Regions from separate parts of the Gossypium arboreum genome. Here region 2 is linked to region 1. The links are chromatin contacts, called in public Hi-C maps. All regions are on one chromosome and are shown on one strand. The core of a region is the stretch at or near the end of the contact, and the rest is flanking DNA. Distances in the headings are between cores, read along the strand shown.

What was found. Hi-C and Micro-C count contacts between places; a contact is called where the count stands out from the background.
Region 2: a contact with region 1 is called in a Hi-C map of leaf, with 2.4 times the contacts expected there. The contact joins the promoter of LOC108483996 here to the promoter of LOC128295438 in region 1. A contact is called at or near these places in 2 of 5 Hi-C or Micro-C datasets (both in leaf).

What each region holds. Positions count from the first base shown.
Region 1 is chr7:85,463,679-85,467,440 of ASM2569848v2, reverse strand. LOC128295438 reads right to left here and starts at 1,781. Exons shown (of 8, transcript XM_053031017.1): 1 at 1,767-1,781; 2 at 1,350-1,631; 3 at 1-666. The coding sequence starts at 1,781. LOC128295199 (a long non-coding RNA gene) reads left to right here and starts at 1,986. Exons shown (of 3, transcript XR_008285541.1): 1 at 1,986-3,762.
Region 2 is chr7:85,599,000-85,602,761 of ASM2569848v2, reverse strand. LOC108483996 (BURP domain-containing protein 14-like) reads left to right here and starts at 2,057. Exons shown (of 2, transcript XM_017787592.2): 1 at 2,057-2,185; 2 at 2,278-3,762. The coding sequence starts at 2,132.

The sequences.
Region 1 (3,762 bases), core at 532-3,031:
ATTTTCAAAGAACCTGGCAGCCTCATCACTGAGGATAGACTGATCCGAACACCACTCCTCATTATTGATGCGTAAGGCCATAATGCGATTAAATTTCCTCCTTTGCAAAGTACGAGAATGGAAGAACTTGGTATTACGATCCCCAAACTGGAGCCAGTCACATCTCGCCTTTTGCCTCCATAAAAGTTCCTCATGATTAAGGACACTCTCCAATTCATCACGAACCTCCATCTCTAAATTAACAAGTCTCCTAGAATTCGACTGGTCCATAGCCTTTTGGATATTCCCAAGTGATCTCAGAAGCTGTCTTTTCCTCATACCAATAAAGCCATAGACAAACTTGTTCCAATTTTTAACATGTGAGGTAAAATCAGATAAAGAATCCGCCATATTACCCGAGAATCTCCACTTTTCCACAACCAATTCTTTAAAATTTGTGTGCTTCGTCCATCCTGCAAGAAAATGAAACAGTCTCCCTCTCAGGGAACTAAATTCAGGATTAGAATTTAAAAGAATAGGTTTATGATCCGATTTGATACGAGAGAGGTGATAAACCAGAGTCTGTGGAAACGTAGAGATCCAACCATCATTAGTCAGAGCTCGATCACGTCTCTCTTGCGTATTACCTCTTTGACAGGTAAATGATGGACCAATAAAACCAAGATCCTGCAAGTTACATGAATCAACAAAATTACCAAAAAGTTTACATCTCTTACCAATGGAGCGATCACTTTTTTTATCCTTATCAGAAAAGATGGCATTAAGGTACCCCAAAATTACCCAAGGCAAAGGATCTTGAGGCAAAACCTCTAACAACTCCAACTAAAGTGGAGATGATTATTGCCCTAAATACGTAAAAGCATGAACTGGGGATGATTATGAATAATATTAATGGATAAAGAATCCTTCCATCCAACCTAAATGCCACCAAAAAAACCAACAGACTCAATACGATGAGAAAAATCAAAACCCAATTTTTCAAAGATAGAATAAGCTTTTTTACCACTTACTCTCGACTCCAAAAAAATACAATGTCAGGATTATATTCTAAATTATACTCACGAAAAGTGTGGAGAAACTTACTACTCGAACAACCTTGGCAGTTCCAAGAAAAAATAGAAAGATTAGAATACATAAAGAATTAAAATAAAATAGTAAAAATAATAATAATAATAAACCACAATAACAACCAAACCAGAAAAAAACTAGGCAAAATTAATTACTATTATCTTCCCTACTATCACCTGTAACAGGGTCAGAACTCTAAGGAGAGGAAACAGACTGGGCCAACCTAGACATAGAATCACTTAAAGAAATTTTTGAAGAATTTTTATTTTTATTACTAATACCTTTCCCATAAGGGATTTTATTAATTTTCCTAGTGGCCTGGAACCCCATTTTTTGCTCCCCGATAATTTCCCCATATTCTTGCTTTTACTAGCAACCGTATTCAATGGAGAGGCCTTTTTTAAAATGGCATCTTCAAGTGACCCTTTTACTTTAAAAGAAACAGCAGTATGTTTGGAAACACTTAATCCATCTTGGGAATTCACAACATGTACTTCTATTGGTTCTATCGCTGAAGAAACAAGTTTCGAAGTCAATGTAGAAACCCCATTTAAAACCTTCTTCTGGTTATCAAAAATAGGATTAATATGCGTTGAGTTAACAGGAGTTGAAATAAAATTAGAGACTTGTGATTTATTGAAATTTAAGTAATTCGAAGGGTTAAAATTAGGAACCGAAATAGGCGTAATAATACTCACTGGTTCGGTGGACATAACATCCGAAATTGCGGCATTAGGGCCCGCCTACTTAGTGACCTAAAAATGGTTAATTATTGGTGGGTCAGAATTCTACTTGCTAGCAGATGGCATAGTTACTCCAAGGCCCAAAACCCCTTCCTCAGACTTTCGACCCACTTCTCCATTATAATCTGAAAATAAAATTGAAAGGCCCAGCATCCATCAAAACTTCCCCCAATCGCATATACCTATTAAAATTAGGGCTTCCCTGATATACGAGCTTCTGCTTTCCTTCCAATACCGCAGCTTTAAAATTCTCCTGAAAATCAGCCTCCTTCCTTTCTTTTCTTTTATTCTGCTCTTTTCCCAAAACAGTCATACCTTCCATATTAGCCAAGGTACCAAATCTAGACCCTGATTTCCCTTTCTCCTTAGTATCCGTTTTGATTGGAATAGTATTCCGAGAATTTCATCGATTTTCCTTTCGACAGCCATCCATGGACCGTACGCCACCGATTCACCTCCTTCCCCCTTCTCCATTGATGTGTTGTTCCCTTGAATCTTCTCCAAGCCAGAAATCAGTTTCATCGAAACACATAGCTCCTTTGTATGGCCATACTCTCCGCAGGTGAAACAAATGGTCGGTAAAGCTTCATATTCAACCCTCTGATTTCTACCATTAACAAGAACTTGAGCAATCAAAGGTTTGTCCAAATTAATATAAACTACCATTCTAGCGAACCTGCCTCTAGTCCTGCTATCAATATTAAAGTCCAGTCGAACTACCTTCCCAATGGTACCTCCAATTTCGTCAATAATTTTTCTCTTGTATAAAAAAACAAGGAGACCTGATAACCTTATTAATACCAAAACAATGCTTGGGTAAGATTGAGAGGGATTAAAATCTTTTGTCCAAGGTTGAACTGTCAAGTATTGGCCATAAATCATCCAAAGACCTTGGGACAGAGCTTTGGTATAATCATCAATAGATTGAAATTTTACCAGATAATATCAGTTCTCAATATCCATAAGATGGAATGGCTTGATAGGGTTCTAAAGACTGCTAATTAGGTTATTAAGGACCCCATATCCAATGTTTCTCCCAAGTAATTTAATTACTACTTTAAGTTCCATTTCTTTGAAGAGGGTTTTTTAAATCCTCTCAGAAAAATCAATGGCAGGAATACCATTGACAATAGATCTGCGAATGTCTCCTTCAAAAAAATCTAAGTCATCATCAGTGTCGACATTAGGAGAATCCATCTTTACTTTATCAATCGCTCCAAGATTACCCCCCAGAAGTTTGTCATTCCAAGATATCATTAGCTCGAACCAGAGTCCACCACCATATCAGTATCTTGCTCATCAATTCTTTCTTTGAATCGAACTTTCTTGGTTATATGGTCGGCATATGACCGAGCCTCATCTCCATCACCTATAACCAGATGAGAAGAAATGTTACTAGAGTTCAGAGAGACTTCTTCCATAGCCTTTACTAGGAAATTGTTTTAAACGATCAAACTATTTATTTAATTATAATTATAATTATTTCAATCATTTCCTTTCATTTTCATAGTATAACCAAACAAAAATGGTTAAATTCTGTTTCTTTTTCTTTCATTTGCATTATTAATTTTAATAATCCAAACTTAACCTTCTTTTCTTTTACTTTCATTTTCTTTCTTTTCCTTCACAATTATTAATTCAAAAGTGTAAAGTCAATATTGTAGGTTGATTACTTAACATGTTCAGTATGATCATTAACGTTATGTTTGATTAATCGAAGAATTAATTACCTTAAGCTCGTAATTAAAGATGTTATTATCGTAAACTAACAACTAATATATATACATATATATTTTTATCATTCTCAATTTATTTCTCTCGTCCACTGCACATATTCCCCAATGGTTTAATTTATTTATCCTACCCAATGTGTAAATTTCTCATCGAAGTAACTCACCTTTGCATCTGATTTGTCAATGATGGGCCAAAAGCTAGGCTTGGTTCGCTTTGG
Region 2 (3,762 bases), core at 808-3,307, 140 kb before region 1:
TTTATTTTCCATTACAATTATTTACCCTACCAGAATTTGTTTACTATTATGAATATAAACTAAAAGGAAGTCAAATTTATAATTGTTAAATATTAAAATTCGTTCATATGAAGCCAATTTTTATATGAAACAATCAATCTGATTAGTTAATACGAATACCAAATTCTATCATTGAGACATCCCAACCTACCTTTTATCCTATATCAAAAATTGTCATCAACAAGGCAAAGAATCCACCAGCTTCAATTGATATCATTGCTACCCACATAATTGGCCTGGCTAGAACACAGCCATTTTATTTTAGAAAGCAAAGAAGACTGTGTTACAAGGATAAAGGGTCAAAATTAAAAGCAAATTATGACCTGAAAATTTTGGATACATAATATTAATGACAAAAAGGGGGTTAAAGTTGTGATTGAAGTTAAATGAGTGTGTTTATTTTTGTGGTTTTGATGATAAGGAGGTGGATTAGTTGTAAGATTTAGATAGAGTAGAATTTAGACAAAAGTCAATCATAAAAAAGGTAAGGTTAATTTCATCTCAAAAGTTAAATTTATTGAATTATTTAAAATTAAGATCAAATTAATATAATATATAAATTTAAAATTAAATATATTATTATATCAATTAGAAACTCTAAAATTCTTCGTCCAACTTAATACAATTACAAGATTTTACTAAAACGGATCGGACAACCAACTGATAATCTAAACATCAAATAAATTTGATTTACCCTCAATAAATAAGAATATGTAATGAGAAATTTTGGGATATTATATTAAATTTTAGATGAATATTTACTTAAAATTAATTAATACTACTTTCATTCCAGTAAAGTTGTCATATATTAGTGATAAAAATTTGAGAAGATTATATTTTAATAATTTCCAATGAAGTAGTTTATTAAATATATATTCTATAAAAATTAATTAATTAAAATATTTTAAATAATAGAGATCAAAGTTTACTAAAAAAGTCAACTATGACATTTTTAATGGGACATTTAATATTTTTACTTTAATATTAAAATTAAGGGTTTTATGGGTAAAAATTATAATTTAGGGACTTATTTAACTACAAATTTAATATAAGGACTTGTTTAAACAAAGTGTAGTAGTTTAAGAGGTCTTTTAGTATATTAACTTTTTTTTTCTTTTAAATATTTTTTATTAGAAAATATTTAATAATCTATCAGTGGAGTTTTTAAACTTACAAGTAAGGTTAAATGATTAACAAGTATTCTAGGATATAATAAATATTTTAAAAAACACACACATTACAATTTTTTAAAGGCTATTTGTGAAATAAAAAGAATACATTGTTATTTGTGTTATTTAGTTAAAGGAAATATGCATTACTTATACTTACATATTATTTGGTTTGGTTTCCTTTTATTACTATATTAATATATCTTTAATTATTATTCAATTTTATATTTTATGATTTGAGTTATCAATTTGATTTAATGCTTGTAATAATGAATTATATTAGAGTTATTGTAAATTAGAAAAAAGAATTGAATAGTCAATTGAGTTTTAGTTCGATTGTTATGAGTATTGTTGTTAATGTGGAAGGATGTGGATTTGAGTGCATTAAAATACATTATCCTTCAATTTATGAATTGAGGAAGGATTATGAGTAATTCTAAATATTTTATATATAAAATAAAAAACCAGATATGGATAATAAAATTGTTAAAAAATTATTTGAATATTTTTAAACTAATGCCACTAAATGCTTACCAACGTTTCCTAAATAATTTCATTAAAATAATAATTAGGTGAATTTAACATTAAGGAGCACTTTTATAAAAAACACTTTTAAGTAAAAACTATAATTTTCTATTTTGCAAGACAGTTTTACCCCAAAAATATTTTTAAAAATCATAAAAACATTTTATTTAACAATATTTTTATCACAAACTTACATATTTAAAAATCCAAAGGTGCTTTATTTGCTAGTGTTGGGGTTATTACACTAATCCGTACATATTTAAATGATAAAAAAGTAAAGACTCACAAATAAGATCCATAATTAAAGCCTTCCCCTTGCTTATAAATAGCTTTATAACCTTCAAAGCTTTTCATCCCAAAAACATCAGATAAAAGAAAGCTCCCAAAAATCAAAGGAAATGGTTCTTCCATCCGCTTTTCCACTTCTTTTATTATGCATTGTGTTTTTAATGGTAATTTTTAGTTATTCAAAGATGTGACATATTACAATCCATATCAACCAAAGTTTTCTTTAACTAACTCTAGCTTCTTCTTCTTCTTTTAGTGTGGAAAAGGCAATGCAGGAAGGGATTTGGAAGAAAAATATGCTACAGCTTACTTTCACAAAACTTCTGATTCTGCAAATCACTTTGATGGAGGTGATGTGAAGAATTTGGAAGACAAATATTCTACGGCTTACTTCCACAAAGCTTTTGATGCTGAAAATCTTGATAGAGAAAAGGAGGTGACGAGTTTGGAAGACAAGTATGCTACGGCTTACTTTTACAAAACTTCTGATTCTGAAAGCCATGGCGAAGGGAAAGAAGTGAAGGGTTTGGAAGATAAATATGCTAATATTTACTTCCACAAAACTTCTGATTCTGAAAGCCATGGCGACGGGAAAGAAGTGAAGGGTTTGGAAGATAAATATGCTAATCTTTACTTCCACAAAACTTCTGATTCTGAAAGCCATTGCGAAGGGAAAGAAGTGAAGGGTTTGGAAGACAAGTATGCTACGGCTTACTTTCACAAAACTTCTAATTCTGAAAGCCATGGCGAAGGGAAAGAAGTGAAGGGTTTGGAAGACAAGTATGCTACGGCTTACTTTCACAAAACTTCTAATTCTGAAAGCCATGGCGAAGGGAAAGAAGTGAAGGGTTTGGAAGACAAGTATACTACGGCTTACTTTCACAAAACTTCTGATTCTGAAAGCCATGGCGAAGGGAAAGAAGTGAAGGGTTTGGAAGACAAGTATGCTACGGCTTACTTTCACAAAACTTCTAATTCTGAAAGCCATGGCGAAGGGAAAGAAGTGAAGGGTTTGGAAGACAAATATGCTACTGCTTATTTTCATCAAACTTCTAATTCTGAAAGCCATGGTGAAAGGAAAGCAATGAAGAGTTTGGAAGACAAATATTCCACAGCTTACTTTCACAAAGCGTTTGATTTGGAAACAAAATCTCTGCAGCAATCTTCTGAAATGGAGAACCACAACATGGAACATCACCACAACCACCATAATCATGTTGGAAGTGCAGAGATAGGCTTGTTTACCATAGATGAACTACGTGGCTTTAACGTAGGGAAAAAATTGCCCATCTTTTTCCCTATCAAAAACCACTCTCTTTACCCTCCTTTCTTACCCAAAGAAGTCGCTGACACCATCCCTTTTTCATCTTCACAACTCTCCAATATTCTACAATTCTTCTTAGTTTCTCCAAACTCTCCAAAAGGCAAAGCCGTTCAAGATACACTCATAAAATGCGAACTTGAAGCAGCTCAAGGGGAGACCAAAATCTGTGCTACCTCGTTAGAATCTTTACTTGATTTTCTAAGCAACGCGTTTGGACCCGAGGTTGATTTCAAGTTCATCAGCACAAGGCACCCAACAATCACAACCCCAATATTTCAAAATTACACAGTTTTGAAATCTCCTCGAGAGATTGAATCTCCAAAGAAGGTGGCATGTCATCCAATGCCATATCTTTATGCAGTTCATTTTTGCCACTTTGATGCCACTGAGACCAAAGCTTTCAGACTCCAACTAGTT